3 separate regions of the Sus scrofa genome follow, and all the other regions are linked to region 1. A link is a contact called in public HiChIP or PLAC-seq data. All regions are on one chromosome and are shown on one strand. The core of a region is the stretch at or near the end of the contact, and the rest is flanking DNA. Distances in the headings are between cores, read along the strand shown. Region 1 holds the start of CLTC (clathrin heavy chain). Region 2 holds the start of SKA2 (spindle and kinetochore-associated protein 2). Region 3 holds the start of YPEL2 (protein yippee-like 2).

The links. HiChIP or PLAC-seq counts read pairs in DNA pulled down with a chosen protein or histone mark.
Region 2: an H3K27ac HiChIP or PLAC-seq map of alveolar macrophages shows a contact between it and region 1. The contact joins the promoter of SKA2 here to the promoter of CLTC in region 1. A contact is called at or near these places in 2 of 2 datasets of contacts at active chromatin or transcription factors (alveolar macrophages and skeletal muscle).
Region 3: a contact with region 1 is called in an H3K27ac HiChIP or PLAC-seq map of alveolar macrophages. The contact joins the promoter of YPEL2 here to the promoter of CLTC in region 1. A contact is called at or near these places in 1 of 47 Hi-C or Micro-C datasets (embryonic fibroblasts) and 2 of 2 datasets of contacts at active chromatin or transcription factors (alveolar macrophages and skeletal muscle).

What each region holds. Positions count from the first base shown.
Region 1 is chr12:35,846,284-35,851,390 of Sscrofa11.1, reverse strand. It overlaps CLTC (clathrin heavy chain), which reads right to left and starts at 2,010. Exons shown (of 32, transcript NM_001146127.1): 1 at 1,969-2,010. The coding sequence starts at 2,010.
Region 2 is chr12:35,430,259-35,435,365 of Sscrofa11.1, reverse strand. SKA2 (spindle and kinetochore-associated protein 2) reads left to right here and starts at 2,072. Exons shown (of 4, transcript XM_003131674.5): 1 at 2,072-2,353. The coding sequence starts at 2,321. PRR11 (proline-rich protein 11) reads right to left here and starts at 1,672. Exons shown (of 11, transcript XM_005668999.3): 1 at 1,539-1,672.
Region 3 is chr12:35,570,412-35,575,518 of Sscrofa11.1, reverse strand. YPEL2 (protein yippee-like 2) reads right to left here and starts at 2,371. Exons shown (of 5, transcript XM_003131686.6): 1 at 1,891-2,371.

The DNA.
Region 1 (5,107 bases), core at 761-3,260:
TATTTGAGAAGGAAATGGCTTCACTTAAGTATTTGCAAAAACACTGAACCACTTAGAAATTAGACCCGTATTAAATCTGTCTTCAATTAGTGACAAGGTTGGAGTTCCATCTTTGGGATTATTCAACAATCTTGTCTCCTCTTTAACAAAAATGAAAAACTATTGTTCAAAACACCACTAGTCAAGAAATAAGGTTTACTAGTGGGTGGGCTATACCTCTGCTTTGTAATACAAACAATCGTAACTGCTTTTTTTCCTGTATGATTTTACAAACTTGTCTGCAGGAAGATTACAGTCCAGAAGCACTTTAGTCTGAGGACAAGGCTGTGTTTTCCCCTCAAACATTACTTTCCTAACCCCTGACAATCACTTACACCCCCGCCTTAAGAGAAGAAACCACAGCAACTAAAATTTGGATTGAGCATTAACAACTTCTGTATCCATTTTTCCACATAATGTTTTTTAACCTTTTGTAAAATAGTGTTCTACTACATCTGATAACCAAAGATAGCTGAATAAAGTGTATTCCTTAACTCATTTTTTGAGGAGATGATTATATTTCAAGACTTAAAGGAAAAGAAGTCTTGGTGATGCAAGTGTTACCTGTAAAAAAATTATTATGTTGGTAGTCAGAATATTAAACTTTTTTATTAACAGTAATCCTTTATGTATAACAATGGCAAGTAGAAAATAAAATAGCCTTCAATAGTAAAGTGTCCAAAAGGTCACTAGTATTAGTGTCACATCATTCCACTGGTACCTCTTTTGTAATAATAACATTACAAAATTAGTCCTTCAAATGACTGAACTGAGGCAGGCCTCTTTAAGGAAGTAACTGGAAAGAAAGCCTATTTTATGGATAAATTATTTCAGCCAAAGTAGAACCAGGAAAATTGGAAGCTCAAAAGAGACTTAATTCAGTCAAGCCCTCCAACGATCACCTGCCTGGGCCCGCCACGGGCATGTTGCCAGATAAGACAGTCTGTTGCCTACAGGATAATGCACCATGGGGAAGAACTCTAGAAGCTACTAAAGGAAGCCAACGGCAGACCAAATAACCTTGCATATCTCCGGGCAGGTGTGCTCTATCTCCAGGGCTCATTCAATTCCATGCAATCCTGAGGGAGATACTCAGGGCAAGCCAACTACCCGCTGGACCAGCAGACCCCAAGATAACCTCTGGACAACTCTTTTTCTCCCTTCTAGAAGCAAAGAGGGAATAAAAGCCACACCATTCCCAGAGAAATCAAAAAAGGGGAGAAAAGCCGAGTTCTCCTAGAAAACTTGATCCCACACACTCTGCGACTGACACCGCCCTGAGAAATATGTTCCCCCATTCTATCCTCCTTTTCCTTCAGTGACCTTCTCTGTTCCTACAGCCTCAGGGAAGGCGAGAGACATGCCACCGCCGTCCCCCCCCCCCACCCCACCCCAGGGAAGGTGCCTTTCCTGTTGAGAGCCGCAGAGGGAGGAAGAAAAAAGGCTGCTCCTCCCCAACCCACCCGCGCCACAACTCCAGGGTGCAGACACGAAGGGGAAATGGTAAGAGAGAGAGCAATGGGAGGTGACAGTCCTGCACTGGCCTAGGGGATAAGAATTCTTGCTCTACAAGAAACGCGGGAGAACCCTTCCCCCGCCCCCAACCTACCCAAATGAATGAACTGGATAAAACCGGGGGGTGGAAAGGTTAGTATGCGCAGTTCTTGTCATCCAGGAAGCGAAGATGAAAAAGCCTTCAAATCCAGGCCTGGCCTCGCTCCCCTATGTACCCAGACTCGCGTCCTTTCCATCCAAGCCCCCACATCATTTAACCCTTTAAGCTTTCCAAATAGTGCCCCCATTCTCCATCTACCCCAGGAACCGATTACCACCCCCCCATTCTACCCTTTTTGCTTGGGCTCAGACTCCAACTTCTTCCTTCCTACCGCCCTCTCTACATAGCCTTCACCAGCCAGGGCCCCACCGCACCTGAAGATGCTCCTGAAAACGAATTGGCAGAATCTGGGCCATGGCGCTGTCGGGGGGTATGGTCTCCTCCTGTCACTGGGGCTGCGGGGCAGTGGCTGCCCAGGCTCTCCAAGGGAGAGGAGGAGAAGGGGGAGGGGGAAGGCTGGGCTCGGCAGGATAGTCTCCGGGGACGCAGGAAACTGGCAGGCAGACGAAAGAGCTCAGGTCGGGGGCGGAGGCTCCAGGGTCCGGGAGAGCCGCAATGGCGGAACCGGGCGCAGCGCAGACTCCGGAAACGGCTGAGCCCTGCGGAGGGATCCTGGCGACAGAACTCCGCCCAAGTTGCCTCACCCCCTCCGCCTTATGTACCCCTCCACGGAGTGCCGCGATACAGCGGAGGCGCAGGAATTTGGGGCGCAGTGCGCTAAAAGCCTCACTTACTGCTACGACACGGTGGTAAATAGAGGACTCGAAGGGACTACTTTTTTAGCCTCATCACTTTCCCCGGCCGCCTGCTTTCCCTCCACCCTCCCCTTTTTTTTTGCATTTTGCCACATCATGCGACTAGGGGCGACTAACGTCATTTCCGTGGGCGCTTTAGGTCCCACCCACGTACTTCCGGGTGCACGTGATGCTGGTCGGGAAAGGTCGGCTGCTTACTGCTAGAATGCAGCGCGAATTTTAGGGAAGTGCGGCGTCTCCTGGGAATGAGGTGGCTGTTGGGCCGCCTTGAGGAACGGCGGTGCTGGTCCCTTCCCCTGTGGGCCTTACCTATTTAAACCGAGTCCCCTTACGAAGAAGACGTGGCGTGGGCAGATGGGCCCAGCCTCCCGCCCTCTCCGTGACTCAGGGAAACCGCCTCCCTGCAGAGCGCTCCTGGCAGCCGGCTGCGGCGCTCCTCCCCCGCCTAGTTTCATGTGGTGGGTGGTTTGTTACTTCCCAGGGAGGAGGGTATGAAATGGGGTTTAAAAACCCTCTCTGCACTTGTGCACGCCCTTCTGCCGTTTGCAAAAGCTGACGCTTGGGTTCTAACTAGAACTAGTAGTCTCTTCGGATATTAAACAGTTGGTTCACAGGACAGTGAAAGTCATTTATGAGTATCTCAAGCTGGCCTTGTGATAGCCTTTCTTAACGTTTCTGCGGACATTTTGGCGGACGTGTATATGGGTCTAGCTTCGTAATAAATCGTGTTGAAGAATTGTAGTGTCATGAATACACTTAAGAATTGGACTAAAATTGTAGTAGGAGGGTTTTTTAAAGTCATGTCTAGTAATGAGCCTCAAAGATTTCTTAAAGATAGTATGTAAAAACCTCGGTGTGGTTAATGTACACGCTTGGAGAAAGGGATTAACTATTACTGGTCTATTTCCCTGGGACCACCTGAACACTGTAAATTAGCAGTTTGGGGATGCAAGAGCTTCAAAGGGGGAGCACCGCGTCTTCTAACAGCATTAAGGTATCTAAGGTATTCATTATCGATTAATAAACTTCCCAGTACTTTATTGCTAAAGTATAAGCTGTAATATTGCATAATAGCCCAAATACAATAAAGTGAATTTTGTACTTTTCATCTTGTAAGAGATGTGATTGTTTTTCCAGAAAGATCTTGAAAAATTCAAGTACACATTAATTAGTGTCCTTTTCAGTTAAATATAAAACCCTATTAGGTATACAATAATTTTGTGTGTTAAGCAGTTTTGCTTAAAGAAATTTGCTTAATCATTTAAATTGCTTTAAATGTTTTTCCCAAAGTATATCTCACATACTGAGGATGAGAGAAGAATCTTTGGCCGGTAAGGCAGCAGACTGTTCTGCAAAGAAAAGCTTTGCCACCATGTCGTCAGAGTGACTATTTATGCTTGGCAAAATTTCATTGTGTTTTGTTAAGCCACATACTTGAAGATGTTTTGTATTCTGCAACATTTGAAATTACTTTCTGATACCAGTTTAGTAGTAGCTGCTTTGAATCTTTTTTGGAAGTAGACAAATTCTAAATTAAATATCTAAAGGTGTTTTATTACAGTAAAAGCAATAGTTTAATCAAGTTATATTTCCAGTTTCAGAATCTGGAATACAAGAGCTATGTCGTGAACCAATTACCAAAATTTTTATTAATAACTGGAATACAAGAGCTATGTCATGAACCAGTTACTAAAATTTTTATTAATTTTTATTAAATTTTTAATAATAACTTGCATTTTCAAACAGACCGTAATGTTAAATAATTTAGAATTCCCCAAAGTAATTGATTTTAGCTTGAGTATTTAGTGTGGAATAGCTAAGCAAAAGTGCACTGAGATTCTGTTAAAGTGACTGCTGTGTCATCACACACAGAAATCTAATAAATGCATTGTTTTCAGAAATCATTTAGAGAGAAGAAAAATAGATTTAATACGCCCGCTCATTTCGAATACTGTGTCCTTCAAGACGATAAATCAAAAGGTTTTCAAAAGAAAAAGTGGTCCAAATCAAAAACATTAAATAAAAAGCAAAACCCAAACCTATTACTTTTAAAGATCAATAATTTTGGCTGAGGTAATGAGAGTTTTTTATGTCAGTATACTGTTCTTGCTAATGGTATAGAGTCAGGACAAAGGTTGTCAATCCTTAATTTAGAAGCCACAAAGGCTGAGTCACTGTTAACAGTTACCTGAGCAGTTACTGAATGGCTTTGTTTTCAGGCACTACCTTAAGTTAGAGAAGATAGGAGAAACCCAGCATTTGTTTTGATGCATTAGGTTAACTATGACAGTCTTTAATAAGACTATTGCTATAAATGTATTATCATCCCAGCTTTTGGTTTCAGAAAATGTTTTAGTAAGGTAACCATGTTAAGATAAATGGTCAAATTCTTTGAAGATATTTTTTGCAGGATATTCAATAGTAGGTCCTTTTTCTGAGTCACAGCAGGTGCTATTAGCAAAAATGGCATTGCTCATCTGCTATTTTGAGGCATACCAGTTTGTCAAAACCTATACAAGAAAACCTTATTGTGTCTCTAATTTTATATTTTATGCCAGGAACTATGCTACGTGTGTGTGTGTGTGTGTGTGTGTGTGTGTGTATCTTACAGTGGGAATGACACATCAGAAAAACTTTTCACTGTAGGATTTCTCTGAAATTTTTCGTCTTTAAGCAACTCAGGATTTAAGGCCCCTGC
Region 2 (5,107 bases), core at 823-3,322, 420 kb after region 1:
TTATCTTCCTGCCTTCAGTCCAACTCCTTGCCAGTTCATTTTCTACCTTCACTGGATTCAGTCTCTCCTTTTTTTTTTTCGTTTTTGGCTGATCTGCAGGCATATGGGGCTAGGGATTGAATCTCAGCATAAGTTGCAATCTATGTAACAGCTGCAGCAACACCAGATCTTTAACTCACTGTGCCAGGCTGAGGATGGAGCCTGGGTCCCTGCCTCTGTGCCAGAGCAGGAACTCCTGGAGTCAGTCTTTTGTTTTGTTGTTTTTTTAGGGCCACACCCGCAGCATAAGGAAGTTCCCCAGGCAAGGGGTCCAATTGGAGCTACAGCTACTGGTCTATGCCACAGGCCACAGCCACAGCGACTACACAACAGTTTAAGGCAGCGCTGGATCCTTAACCTGCTGAGCAAGGCCAGGGATCCAATCCACCTCCTTATGGATACTAATGGGGGTCTGTTAGCTGCAGAGTCACGACGGGAACTCCCTGGAGATAGTCTTTTTTTTTTTTTTTTGGTCTTTTTGCTATTTCTTGGGCCGCTCCCGCGGCATATGGAGGTTCCCAGGCTAGGGGTCGAATTGGAGCTGTAGCCACCGGCCTACGCCAGAGCCACAGCAACGCGGGATCCGAGCCGCGTCTGCAACCTACACCACAGCTCACGGCAACGCCGGATCGTTAACCCACTGAGCAATGGCAGGGATCGAACCCGCAACCTCATCGTTCCTAGTCGGATTCGTTAACCACTGCGCCACCACGGGAACTCCAAGTCTTTTTTGTTGTTGTTGCTTTTTAGGGCTGCACCTGTGGCATATGGAGGTTCCCAGGCTAGGGGTCGAATCCGAGCTCCAGCTACCGGCCTACACCACAGCCACAACCACGAAGGATTCGATCTGCGCCTGCGACCTACATCACAGCTCAGGGCAATGCCGGATCCCTAACCCACTAACTGAGGCCAGGGATCGAACCTCTAACCTCATGGTTCCTAAGTCGGATTCGTTTCCGCTGCACTATAATGGGAACTCCCCATAGGGCTATTTCTGATATTTGCTTATATTTAATTTTACACTTTATGTTGTGCAGCATTGCTTTTTTAGTTCCCGTCTTGTTTCTCTAAAGAGATTGCAGCTCCCTAAAGCTTAGTCCAGCGCAGTACTAGGCACAAAGCAAACAGGGCATAATTTTAAAATTGCCACTCTCATAGAAACTCGAAAGATATTAAGACTATATCAAGGAACACAGTAGTTGGTTGGCTCTTCATCCCTGTCAAGAAATGTACTTTCTCAAACTTAAAGTGCAAAATAATCACAGGGGTTATTAAAAATTCATATTCTGATTCAGTAGGTCTGGGTGGAGCCAGATAATCTACATTTCTAACAAGCGCCCAAGTCATGCAGGTACTTTTGGGTTTGCAAACCACGTTTTGAACCGCAAGTAAAGGAATGGGCAAAAGGAAGGCAGATGCTTTACTCCAAAATATATTTTTGCAGAGCGTTAATTAAAAAGAAGTACGATTAGAGTGGACCCAGGCGGAGTACTTCTTACCCAAACTCAGAACACCTCCATCTCCCCTCCGAGTCCAGCCAAAGTCCCCACCTTAGTAAACCGTAAGAACACAAGCAGCAACAGGCCCAGCTATGGCAGATGCGAGCCCAGGTAACAAAAGAAGATCTCCCTGCACTTACTAGTCTAAGAGGCCAGGGGTTCGATGACGTCCCGGGAGTAGCCGCTCCCTCGCCATAAAGAAAAATTCAAAATTAAGACCTTATCGTGGAGGGACCAATCATAGCCTTTGTCTCTTCACCATTTGCTCTCTGCGTAGTGCAGGAGCGCAGCCTAGCTTCTGACTGGCTGAGGTTGCACCACGTTCTGGCCAATCAGAGCTGAGGCGCTTCTAGTATGAATAGGGGGAAGGCGGGAGCGAAGTGGAGGGGAAGCAGCCGAGGAAAGGTGTGTCACGTCCCCGTTGTCGCTTGTGGAAGCTTTTGTGTAATTGGTTGGCTCTTCTTCCAATTGCACCAATCGGAAGCTCTTCTCTGAGGAACTCTAACTGTGAAATTGAAAGTAGAGATGAGGATGCAGCCAATGGAAGAAAAAAAATGTATAGCAGCCAATCCTCCTGCGGCGTTTTGTGTCCTCGCCCAACAAGAAAATGTGTTTCATGCGTAGGGGCGTCTCCCAATCGCCAATGGGCGGGCACTGGTGAAGCGGAGGAACCAATGAGTGCGAGGTGTTGAGTGACAGCTGTCCAATAGGGACCCTCAGTGCTAGTACGGTTTACGGCTTAAGCGCCGCCGCCGTGGTCTGAGGAATGTCAACTATTCAACATGGAGGCGGAGGTCGATAAGCTTGAACTGATGGTGAGTGTAAAGTGAAGGAGATCTGCTGGGTAGTTCATTTTTCCCGGATGGCCTCCAAGGTGGAACGCAATTAGGAGTCGCCGGAAATCCTGGGTGGTGGAGGCTGGACTAGACTAGCTCCCTCCTCCTGCACCGAAGGGAGTCGCCACCGCCTGGTTTCTTTTAACCGCCACGGGGAAAGGCGTTACATCCGGGAAACTCGTGAGGGAAATGGCGGGAGATGCTGAGGGTGCGGGGCCTTTGGAATTCCTTGTTCCTTGACCTCATCTTTCCGCCTCTTAAGGAGCTGTGGCTGGTGCAGACAGCCTTCTGTGTATTTCCACCAAAAAGGCGTGATTGGAATGGTTCCTTTACACCCTAAGAAGGGGCGAGGTCGTTTGCACTCCGAGAAACGGGCATGGAGGGTGGGGTGGGAGTAAACCGAGAGGGGCGGAGAGAAATCCCTTTAGGACTGAACCGTCACATTCTCGGCAAGCTGAAAAAGTCTGAGATAGGATTCTAGACTTGTGTGCATAACTTCCTATCGGCCAAGGAAGCTCCTCGTTTCTCTTTGGCCCTTCGGTGAGGGAGAGAAGGGAATCTGAACCAGGAGCTCCTTTCCTGGAGCGCGGGCGGGACTGGGACGTGGACGGCACCCCTGCTCTGGAGTTGCCTAGTTTCATTCATTGTGAAAGTAGGGGGCGGGGGCGAGTAACTGGAAAGGACTCCTGCTGCTGCTTGGCCTGCAGGAGCGCGCCAAATTGCAGGCCGTCCTAGTTTCTCCTTTGGATCCTTGCCTTACTTGTTCTCTTTATTCTCTCCCTTCCATCCCTAAATTACCCACTTGGTCGCCCGCGCTTTTTTTCTTTTTAGTTCCCTTGTTCTGTCTTCAGTCTTTTCCCCTCCTGTATTACATGTGTTTGGATTGGGCTGACTTCCTTTAAAATGTGGAATTTGGAGGGCTCATCCATTATTGAATTCCTGTCCTTTTTTTGTTAAAGGAAAATAACAAGATTAAGTAAAGAAGCCATCTCCATCGCAGTCCTTTCCTCCTACCACTGCCATTCCCTGGCATTACTGCTCAGGTATCATTGTGCCTTTGCTGCTTCCTTCAAGATGAACCTTGGGTCTCTTAAATACCTGCAACACTTAAATACCTGCAACGTGTAGTGATCTTGGAAGAAACAGTATCATCGTCACACCCCATTCCCACCCCCAGAAAGTTTGAGACCTTGATGTATGTTAGTATTTTTTTTTCTAAGATATTAAATGAATTGTAGTGTTTTAGTGTCTCGCATATACAGAATCAACTTTCATTTGCTTTCAGTTGTTTCTGAAATTTTAATTTTCTTTTGCGGGGAGTGTGTGTGGAAATTGGAAAGGTAAGAAATGGCTGCAAAGAAGGCAGCTTTTCTGTTTCTTTTTTTTTTTTTTTTTTTTCTTGCCATTTCTTGAGCCGCACCCGCGGCATATGGAGATTCCTAGGCTAGGGGTCGAATCGGAGCTGTAGCCACCAGCCTACGCCAGAGCCACAGCAACTCGGAATCTGAGCTGCGTCTGCAACCTACACCACAGGTCCCGGCAACACCGGATCCCTAACCCACTGAGAAAAGCCAGGGATTGAACCCGCAACCTCATGGTTCCTAGTCAGATTCCTTAACCACTGAGCCACGACGGGAACTCCAGAAGGCAGCTTTTCAAACCTAACTTTTAGTTCAAAATTTTGTTATTCTTACCATTAACTGTCTTTCAGAAATGCAAACATGTTAAGTATTGTAGTTCGATTCTATCAACAGGCAAAGATGTTAATATGGTCTTGCCTTCTCCATTATTATTCCTCACTCCAGATGGGTATCTCTGACTAATTATAGGATGCTAAGTGATACTAATTATGCTCTTAACAGTATTTTTCCCCTTCAGGTTTTAATTTTGAGGTACTACTTAACCCTTTTCCGAATTTTGCATTAGAGTCAATATTCTCCCAGGATATTTTTTATGGCTTTTTTTTTCCCCCTGCTTTTTTTAGGGCCATACCTGCAGCATAAGGAGGTTCCCAGGCTAGGGGTCTAATCCGAGCTACAGCTAAGGGCCTAGGCCACAGCCACAGCCACAGCCACAGCCACTCCAGAACGGAGCTGCCTCTGCGACCTTCACCACAGCTCACAGCAATGCCGGCTTCTTATCTCATTGAGCAAGGCCAGGGATCAAACCTTCAACCTCATGGTTCTTAGTCGGATTCGTTTCTGCTGTGCCACAGTGGGAACCCTCCAGGATATTTTTTAGATTGAACACATTTTAAGGGGAAAACAAGTACATGTACCTCTTGGGAAAAAGTGGGTTTTAGAAAATTTTGAGGTAGCTAGTCTTAAACTTTTAGATAGTTGAATGATGGAGTAGTTTGGAAAAATGCTTTTCATGGAAGAAAGAATAAAGCAGGTTTTTCTTCACAAATTGCTTTTAAGTAACTTAGTCATAGCCTTTTTTTTTTTCTTCTTTTCCCTGTTCAAACTATGAGCTTATTATTAGTTTGTTTCCATAATCATTAGGGTTTAAAAATTGTGTTTGAACTGTTATTATAGTTTTATTATTACCATTTTATATTGATTGGATAGTATAAAGGACTGCATCTCTTCTTTAGATTTGCCATGTGAAAAAAATGTTATGTCTGTGAACTGGTTTATTTGCTAATATTCTAAAGGTAAATGATTTCCTGTGCATTCCTCTGATATATGGCTTTATATTACTTAAATAAAGGATTTGTTGAGGAACCAATGT
Region 3 (5,107 bases), core at 1,122-3,621, 280 kb after region 1:
GACACTTATGCAGTTGCGGACCTCTGTGCAGTGATGTCAAATGTATTCCTCACTGTGAACCCCACTCAGAGTTTGAAAACCACTCTCCTAGAGGGAAAAAGGAAAGCAATATTTTTGTGCATGGTGTTTATTTTCCATTTTCTACCCCTAACTCCAAGCTTCTGGATTTTAGTTCAAGCACAAAAATAGCAAGATGGAGAGGCTGTTATCAAATCCTAAACTGATAAGGCAAAGCCAAACTGAGGAGGGGGATGAGCCCAAGGCCACCACCCTGCTCCAGCCTGAGACCCTTATCATGGAGCCGATGATAAGGAAAGGTACTAAAGGGAAGTTTGCACGACCTTTCTCAGGCTGCATCAGTTCCTTGGTGAAGAATTTTGAGCCACTCATTAGCGTAGATTAGGGTCAGAAAGAACTTAGGTTCAGCCCAACTTTGCAGTCCACGGCCGTGACTAGGTCAAAGGAAAGTCAGGGATGGAAGGGTGAATCCAGGCTCACTTGCTCACAAGGCCCTGAATCAGGAAAGCACGGGAGAGCATCAAGCAGGTGAAGTCCCACCCTAGAGCCAGAGACAAAAGTTGCCTTGGGCAAATCACTTAAATTCTCAATTCAATCCCCTAGGTTCCTCCAAGGCTTATGCTACGTGAGCAAGTGGAGCACAGAGAATAAAACAGTTTCCCTTTTCGTTCCATGCAGGGAATTGCACATCTTGCTGGACCCGAAGAGAGGAACATGGGAGGAAGAGCAGGAGAAAAAAAAAAAAAAAAAAAAAGATGAGTAGCTAGCTGTTGTGTCAGATTTTTGGACTTACTGAAAAGAGCCTCAAGCCCCTTGGACAAACTGACAAGGAGGCGAAAAAGCAGAAATCCCAGCAAAGCCCAGGAGCAGTTTCCTGTACCATTCACGGCCTCAGAGCTGTGGGAGGGTCAGCTACATGCAGAACAGAGGACACTCACTCTCTTGGCTTTGTAAGCTCTTGTAAGCTGAGAGTGAAGTCAAAAGTGGCAGTCTCCTGGGCTGGGTCCAAAAGAACAGGTGGTTCCCCCCCACCCGTCAAAGAGAGAAAAACCACCACTTGGATAAAGGCACCCAGAGAGGTCAGTGGCCAAGGAGGATGAACTTGAAGCAGTGAGAGGTTGGGGCTGCCCCTCAGCACCAGTTCCTGGGAGGTACTCGCTGGAGAGGCCCCTACATTCCGGCGGGCAGGAGAGCACTCGCGCCCACCCCCTTGGCAAGGGCACTGGGGAGGCGCCGGGAAGCGGCCAGGCAGGAACTCGGCTGCGGTTACCTCGGCCCGGAGCTGGCCAAGCGCTCCTGGGAGTTTCGAGGGCGGCCAGTCCCCCGAAGGCGGGGGCACTGAGGGCGGCGCCCCCAGATCCAGTGTCTCCTGCGGAGACTTAGCGTCCTCGGAGACAGAAAACGCCCGTAGTCCCTACCCTGCCCCCCACGGAGTTTGAACTACGGGAACTACGCTAAGGAAGCAGCAGCAACTGAGTCTCCAGGTTCCCTCCACCCTACCCTCGCCGCCTAGCCGCGCGCCCCAGACTAGCCTGGCTCGCCACACAGGTCCTCAGCCCCGACCGGGGAACCCGGGCCACCTGGGCTCCCGCCGCGGGCCGCCGCCTGAGCTCCGCAGTGTTTGTAAACAAACCGGTCACGTGGCCCCGGCGGCCTGCTCCCCGCCCCCTGAGCCCGCGGCCCCCCGGGGAGACCCCCCCCCCAGCCAGACCCCGCCTCGGCTGCGAGGGGCAGAGGGCGCCGCGCGCTCTGGAGAAGCCGGGCCGCAGGAGCCACGGGACCTGAGCCCAGTGCCCGGGGCCGGGCGCCCGAACTGACAGCGCGTCCCACGCCCACGCACGCCCGGCCCGCGCAGCGCTCGCATCTGCTTACCCGGCAGCAGGCAGCCCCGTCCGGCCAGCGCTGAGCTCGGCTCCGCGGGGGTGCGCAGCAGCGAAGGACCGCCCGGCCGGATCCCGGGCTCTGGGCGCGCTCTTAAAGCCACAGTCTCCGCCACTGCCGCCGCCGCCACTCCGCATCCCTCCGGGTTGGGGCCGGGGGCTGCCCGGTGACGGACGCACCCCCGCGCCTATCCCCTCGGCTCAGCACATAGCAACACGTCGCGGGTTGGCTCGGCCCGGCCGCAGCCCATCCGCCCTGAGCCAATCAGCGAAGGACGGAACTCCGCCCCCTGCTTCCCCTACCTCCCACCCCCCACACCCCCACCCCTCGGGCCCGGCCGGGCTTGGGTGCGGGGAGTGCGGCGGGTGCCCAGTCTGGCCCGCTGAGGCTCAGCCAGTGGAGCCTGTCCAAGCAGGGCAGCTGGCCGGCGCAACAGGGAGAAAGGGTGATGTGGTTGGGTAGGCTCTCTCGGCGCCCAGGAGGAGACCGTTTATTTGAGTTTGGAGTTTGTCCCCAGGTCAAGGCTGGGATTTTCAGAACCCGGGGAAGGGAGAGGAGAGGCTTTACAGTGCTTCTCCTACTTGGGGCGGCCAAGAGAGTAACTCCCGGCTCACGCCTTAGCCATCCCTAACTCAGAGTCTAAGTTACCTGAAAAGGCTCTCGGGACCCGCAGGAGTTGAGTTTAATAAAGATGGTGACAGCCCGACAGGACCCTAGCCAGGCCCTACTCAAAAGCGAGGCATTTCCCCCTTTTCTCTCTGCTCTGCTTAAATGTAGCTAATTAAAAGTGGGAAAGACACATTCGGGGGACTTATAAGGCAACTAGCCCCCAATTGCTGGCGATTTCCCGATGCTTTTGGAGAGAAATGATTCGCCCAGGAGAATAGGATGGTCAGTGACCACAGGGGAGGCACCCACGTTCTGGGTCAGTGGAGTGGTGCTTTTCAAGGAAGAGAAGGTTAAAAAACAGCCCAGGGCAGTCAGGAAATCTAGGGAGGCACCAGGTGGGTGGGGTGGGACAGTCTCCCAGCAAGAAAACAGGTCAATTTCGGAAAGAATGCTGTCAGGGATCAGGGGCAGAGAGCAGCCCAGCCTTTTCAGCTGCCCACTGTGGTTCTGCAGTCCCTCAGAAAGCAGTAGGAAGCCCCATGTTTTATTGAGTTGCTGTCAGAATGTGAGATGTTTCCGGAGGTGCTGCTGACTTCAATCTCCTTCTACACACTGGTTTGCTCATAAAGGGAGAATGGCACTGGGGTAGGTCCCCAGATGCCTCAAACCAGGTACCCAGGTACCGGAACTCCACCCAGCTGTCTTTAAAATAGATGTGATTCAGTTAATATACTTTGTGTTCAGATTGTATTCAGTTAATACATATTGCATGGTTTGATATGAATCCAGTCCTAATGTTAGTAAAAAACAAACAAACAAAAAAAACCCCATCAAATCTGCAGTTCTCTGTAAGCAGGAACAGGTCACTGTTCACAAGCAACAAACTTGGAAAATCTAAAACAGAAAAAAAAATGCTTTTCAGATAAGAAAAATTCATGACCAAGAAAGGTTTAATAATTAATCTTTAGAGGTGGTAGATTCTTTAGGTGATCCAGAGCTTGATTTCTGCCCTGATCTGCCATGTGGGCATATTTCTTTATCTCTCTAGGCCTTAGTTTCCACTGTTTAAAACAAAGATTGAAATAGGATCATCTCTAAAGTCCCTTCCCCCTCTAAAATCTAAGCAGGGCCAGGAAGTCAAACTTGTTACAACATTTCAGGCTATATTCTCCTAGTGAATATTGGTGTTGCCAGATCACCTCTTCCCATCAGTGGATGTTGCTTTAGTTTAGCATCCTAGGATGTGGGTATGTTATGTAACAAGATTGGTGGCTACTGTTTCTGTTTAAATAAAAGATAATGTTAGCAAAGGAGGACAAGCCTGGGGCCCAGGTTCAGAGGGAGATCTGAGGACCCCTGCAGGCCTGCTGTGTGTATGCAGGGAACTGGAAGAGTCAAACAGGCTGCAAAAGACCAGGAGACAATAGAACCAGCCAGGCAGCCAACAAAAAAGATATAATAAGCCTCATCATGCCTCCTCCCAGTCAAAAGAGCCAAGCATTGTGAGTTGTTAGGCAAGAAGATAGAAGTGAAACAAAGTAGTAGAAGCAACTTCTCTTCCTCCCTGAAAGCAGCTCTGATGGCCCCTCCTCATATGCATTTACTCAGGGCCTGGTCTGTGCAGAATTTCCTGCTTGGCTTGGACCATAATATTCCTTTGAGTAAGAATCTACTTACTCAAAGGAGAAGATGAAGAGGCCAATGGAGAGTGTGTGAGAACAGACAGATACTTTTATCTGTAGGACAAAAAAGAAATGGAAAATTAGAGAGAGGTAAATAAATTTGTTTTGATTTAGCCAGAGGGTTGGTTGGTGTGTTTTTCTCTTTTTTAATCCTAGCAATGAAAGTTTGAGAAGTTCCTAGCCTCCCAGGCAGGTTATCACCTTGGCTTTGTCAGTGGCCAGGAACCTTGTCTGCTCTGTGTATGGCGAAATTCCTTCATTCCCAAAGGCTTTGCAGCCATTCTTTTCCTTCATTCCCTCTCTCCAATCCCACATTCCTAACTGTTGCCACATCCACAACACCTTTACCATGAAAAGATCACATTGAAAAAAAAAAATAATAAATCACATTGTGTTGCTGGCACATGGTGTTTTGGTCACATTGTGTTTTGTGTTTTGTTTATGGCCACACCCTTGGCCTATGGACATTCCCCGGCCAGGGATTGAATCCCAGCCATAGCTGTGACCCAAACGGAAGCCGTGGCAATGCCAGATCCTTGAACCCACTGCACCCAACCAGAGATCAAACCTGCACCTCTGCAGCAACCCCAGCTGCTACAGTTGGATTTGGAGTCCACTGTGCCACCGCAGAAACTCTGAAAAGGTCACTTTTATGTGCTCATCTTATTCAACCTCTCAGAGCATTTGGTGGTTTACATCTTCCTTTCCCTCACGCCCAAACCAGTGCATCAGCAGGTCCTGTCAGCTGCACTTAAAAAATGCATATTTGCTCTTGACACATCTGCCTCCATTACTAACACTCTGCTGGGAGCCACCAACATCTCTTGCCTGGGGTAAGCAACAGCCTCCCAGCTGATCTCCCTGCTTCCAGTCCATTCTCTACACAGCAGCCAGATGGCACTTCCTCAAAACAAACT